Linked DNA regions of Bombyx mori: region 1 is linked to region 2. A link is a contact called in public Hi-C data. All regions are on one chromosome and are shown on one strand. The core of a region is the stretch at or near the end of the contact, and the rest is flanking DNA. Distances in the headings are between cores, read along the strand shown.

Evidence for each region. A called contact is a pair of places that touch in the nucleus more often than the background predicts.
Region 1: a contact with region 2 is called in a Hi-C map of middle silk gland, with 1.4 times the contacts expected there. The contact joins the promoter of LOC101740438 here to the enhancer-like site in region 2. A contact is called at or near these places in 2 of 7 Hi-C or Micro-C datasets (middle silk gland and whole pupa).

Annotation. Positions count from the first base shown.
Region 1 is chr10:15,365,270-15,367,969 of ASM3026992v2, reverse strand. It overlaps LOC101740438, which reads left to right and starts at 1,336. Exons shown (of 13, transcript XM_012693444.4): 1 at 1,336-1,935. The coding sequence starts at 1,898. It overlaps TRNAG-GCC (transfer RNA glycine (anticodon GCC)), which reads right to left and starts at 640; the gene lies at 570-640.
Region 2 is chr10:15,329,428-15,332,127 of ASM3026992v2, reverse strand. The region is part of intron 1 of LOC101740438; the gene reads left to right. Among protein-coding and RNA genes, the nearest start is that of TRNAG-GCC, 6.1 kb to the left of the region's middle. Within about 2 kb of position 1,402, at least 1 of the 8 cell types and tissues checked has open chromatin away from gene starts, as enhancers often do.

The DNA of each region.
Region 1 (2,700 bases), core at 87-2,586, 36 kb before region 2:
CAGAGTGCATGAATTATTAATTAATCACTAAATAAAAAAATAAGTCTTGGAACACAATCACCAGCGCCCCTAGCGGCAAACGCAGCGAAACCTCGCACTAAGCACACAGGTAGATTTGTGGGATCTTGTTGAAAAGGTAAATAAAAGTCACAGAGCATCTTTACTCAGAGAAAAGATACTTGTTTTTGTATTCTTAATATAATACCCACTCATTGGTAACGTCTAGTAGTTAGTGACACCGTCATACCACGACACGTGAGTTCATTTTGGGGTCGGAGTCGGTATCTTTGTTACATTTTATTTATATGCTTTTTCTGTCTGTTGTGTTCCCCGCATCCATAATACCGGAGATAATTCTAGTTCGGAATCGCCAAATGTTAACAACCTTAATTTGAAATACGTACCTACATCGCTCCCCGACGATCTCCTGCATTTTTTACATTTCATTATGATTACAAACATGTCTGAGGGCAGGCTAGACAAATTAGTTATGGGTTGAATTTGTTTCTGTTGCTATTTATAATACGGGCAGGTGTTTTTGTAATGAAAAAAGAAATACAAAAAATAACTGCATCGGCCGGGAATCGAACCCGGGCCGCCCGCGTGGCAGGCGAGCATTCTACCACTGAACCACCGATGCTCGATATAGTAGTATAAAAAGTTTAAATAGGTTCAGATACAGCTTAATATGTTTTTTGGATATAAATAACAATATGTTTCTTTTACGAGTATTTGTAAGTTCTAGTTAGTTCTATATTCGTTAATCAGGAATTATAATACCGGCTAAATTTAATATTTTTGCTTTTAATTAATTTTATCTGTACGATGCCCAATTCTAAATTTTAATATGCTTGCTTTATATTTTGCGTGAAACTATATTTATTCAAATAACTTCGCCGTTATAAGTATCTATCTGTGACTAAATAAACGCATTTGTAATGTTTTTAAATTCCTATGCTACGTATTTAAACAGATGTGTTCTGGTATTCCAAAGATACAATGGAAAGGTTCATTTACACTTTACTTAACAATAGAATAGGTACACCTTAAACTTAAACCTTCTCGAATTATTAAATACATATTTTCGTTTTTAGATAATTTCCATTTGCTAGTATATTTTAATAGAACTAAGTAACTCCATAACAACATTTCAGTATCATTTTTAGAATTTTATAATACAATTTTAGTCCATGAGATGTTCCACTTAAATACTTGGAATATAACTTTTTTCATAAGAAATTGTTCGATGGCGCGAAAAACAGCGTACAAAATGGCGTCGAGTCAAGCAGCTGATCGACCGTTTTCTCGGCCGCACCTGACGCACGGCCGCCGTACACTGTCAGTCACTGTACTTACCGCTCGACAGACTCAACTCTACAAAACAAAGTGACTCAGTCCGGTCAGTGAGTCGGGTGAGTCCCGTGGTGACGGACAAACGGTCTCCGCGTCACTCCGCGAATTCAAAATGCCAATTACAGAAATAATCGAATGACGAGAATCTATGCATTATCGTTGTATATTTACGAAACGCCATTGCGGTAATTTTGGATAGCGCGTTGCGTAATGGCGGGTTTCGACTGTATGCGTTATTACATCTAGTTATGGATTAATATCGATTGTGGAGATGTACACCGAATGAATGTAGGACAGTGTTAGCAGTCACTGTGTCTAGGTCAGACGTTTTCGGTACCGCTTGTTTTTAGATGTATCCTAACGAATTCGTTTCGATATCTGTCAATATTTGTGTAATTTTATTGCCAATGAACGGAAACGGAAGTCAATGACAATAGAGCAATTATTAATGTTAGTGTTACAAGTGTAGTGTTTAAAAATACTGTAAATTTTGTATTTAAAGTGCATTTTAATTTGTTTGTAAAATAAAGTGGTTTAAAGGAAAATGTTTGGCGTTTTGATGAAACGATGGAAACCAAAAAGGTAGGAATTTGTAAATTTTTTAATAGGTACTTGGTTAAGGATTTTTGTTTCATTGATTAGTAGTCAAATGTGCAGAAAGTACTTGGTTATTGTAAAAAGAGACGTACTTGTTTCTAAGCTATGTTTCACAGCCGAAATCATGTGTTTTCTATCAATTCTTTCGTTGTCAATACCGGTCGTCATAATGAATGACAAATAATTGTGCAGAAATTTTGTTTCTTAATATGTGTATACAAAAACAATGAATGCTTAAAAGGATTAATTACAATTTGCTCTATGTTTCACAACACTATCAAGTTTTGTAATACATATTAGAAAACTCAACGATAAGCTTATTCATAATAAGCTACTCGCCATCCGTGTGTATTTGCAAGGGCTGTCTGAAAGAGATCCCTTTTAGTGCATAGAACCGCTATTGCTCTTATTACTTTTCCAAAAAAAAAAACCATCGCAGCGGAGAATGAAACTCTAAAAATATGTCCGAATGAATTGTAATGTTTTTTTCCCTGCTTAATTGCTGGTAGCTCAGGAGCTATTCCAGCCACGTACAGTTTGGTAGGTGAGCTCACGGGGCTCAACCTGGGACGTACGGATAGTTGTTTCTTCAGCGTTATGTCTTGACGTCTTTTAAACGAGCTTGGAAAATACATTTAGCGATAGGAAATAGCATAAGCATTGCTTAGCATTGCACATGTTCACTATCGCCGTTAACTCCAAACAACCAGGTGGGACGTATCTAAATAATTTGCTAACAAAGGCAATTAA
Region 2 (2,700 bases), core at 153-2,652:
AAAGTTGTCTGCCTTCGGACATCATTAAAAGAGTAGTCCAGGATAACAGAAACGAAAGGTCTTATCGTATAGATAACATCATTTACAACAATCTATTTTATGACTGTGTGACTATTTAGATTGTTTATTCTAATATAACTTTTCCTATCCTGGTCGTCGGGATTTTTCCACACAATAGAACCAGCTGAAAATGTTGATATCAACTATAATATGTAAATATATACATGAGATAATTAATATGTATCTTTTTGAGAGTTAGTGTAATAGTCTCAGTTAATATTCAAAAAGCCTGGTTCAAATTCAAATGCGCGTAATTAAGACAGCGTTGAAAAAATTACCAAAGAACAATTTACGTAAATGCTATTTTGAACTGATGTATTCCAACCCTACTGAATTTAATCTCCATCATCCTTGGGGCATTTCACGTAACCTAGTTTCACAACGTCAAGAAATATCATGTTGAAGAATTTTTCATATCTTTTGTGAAGTGAATCTCCAGTGATTTCGTGCATAAATTCACAAAAGATACCAATGTAGTCGGTTATCTGGGTACGATCATACCCTGTGATTGGTAGCCGAATAGATTCTTATTATGTAAGATCTTCTAGCTTTATCATAATTGGGGGAATTTGGTGAATGCTTTAAATTGGGATAATAATTAATATGGAAAGACACTAAACTATCAGCTTAAAATATGGTTATCTGGTTACGATTATACCCTGTGATTGGTAGCCGAATAGGTTCTTATCGTGTAAGATCTTCTAGCTTTAGCATAATTGGGGGAATTTGGCGATTTCTTTAAAATGGGAAGATATTCAATATGCAAAGACACTGAACAAGAAAGATCAGCTTAAAATAGCAACCTCGCGTCCTTATTTCACCCATTCAGACTATGATTCTGTCAGCCTTTATTGATCAAAATTCGGCAAATCAAGCAAGCCCTTCCATATTTAAGGTTAGCTACAATGAATGCTAACAGTCCGCTGTACCCCAGGGTGCTTGTTTCCTTCGATATTGTATTATCAATTTCGTACGTGATCTGAATTCTGTACTGATTATTTGTATTGCGTATTGTTTAGGAGATTCGATAACATGGGGGTTGGTTGGTCATCTCCATTTAAGTACTGGCTTGAGAAAGAGATGGCTACACATTCATATGACCAACCCAATCTACCTAGTTAATTATTATAATATTCAAATCATAAATTATTAATTACTACATCGCTTTACAACGAATTCCTGTTTTCAAAATGAAACGTCCCTATTCTGAAAATCGTCAGAATCTCTGTTGAGACTGGTGTTTATCGAAACTGTTGTTTGTTGAAATTCTAGCTAATCTCCAAGTCTAAAGTACGAGCAACTCACGAGGAGGATTTGACGCCATAGCTGTGTCACAATTCAATGAATGCTGACTTGGTTCGACCACTGTATTCCAACTAAACATGCTTCGCAGAATCAATCCCGTGCAGTTACAAAGTGCAAAGTAATCTATACATAAAAATAAAATTGGAGTATCTGTTTGTAATATTAAAATAATAGCTTTTTACTAAATGCATATGAATGTATATACGGTACATTTTTATTATTGCTTAGATGGGTTGACGGGCTCACGATCCACCTAGTGTTTAGTGGCTACTGGAGCCCATAGATATCTACTATGTAAATGCTCCACCCACCTTGAGATATAAGTTCTAAGGTCTCAGTATAGTTACAACGGCTGCCCCACCCTTCAAAGTAAATCGCATTACTGCTTCACGGCTGAAATAGGCGGGCTGGTGGTACCTACCCGTGCGGACTCACAAGAGGTCCTACCACCAGTTTAGCATTGATACGAAAGCTATTTTTGATAATTCGTCATTATATTTTTTAATACAACATAGCCTACTTGTGGATTAGAAATTTTCTCTTACACGTAAAAACTGTGTAAATTAGTTTTAGAAATAGGTATAATTATCATTCGAGTTGCCAAAATTTTCATTGTGATATCTCTGGAAATTTTGGCTAATACATATTGTTAATACAATGAGATGGAGAGCTTACAATGCCCTACGTGTTCAAATATAATAATGCGTATAGGATGATGTTGTCACTGCCGCGCTTTTGTAGTGCATCCACAATGTTTGCGACATCTCACACCGATGACTTCTTTGCAATAATGCGAAAGAGAAGTGAGTCGTTATTGCGTCGAGTCAGAGACAGTGGCAACAGTCTTCTGAAAATCATATCGAGCAAGATCGAGGGACTGCTGATTAATAGGCTTTGCAGCAGGCACTTGGAAGGGAAAAAAAACAAATGTAATGATATAAAATGTATGTAATGATACTAATGTGTTAGATTTTTTAAGTTACTAACATAGATTATAAGTAATTTTTGCTAACAAAGTGTTCGAGTTTAAACACAAAAAAATACTGAAATAAAGTATAAATAAAATAAATACATAAGATATAATTAAGTCGACTATTATCAAAGCCGGCAATGTGACTTTTGGATAATTATTGGTAAATCAGAAAAACGAATTATTGACTTTGTATTCCATTGGCAGTCACAAAACTCTTCTGAACGACATCTTAGATAAATAACAGGTTAAGTATTAACCTTTATTTAATGCAGGTTTTGAACCGTATTCTTTGAAGGAGACGATTATATTCAAATCAATCTGTATTGACATATCAATAACATTTTTTTGTCCAAATGCACAGA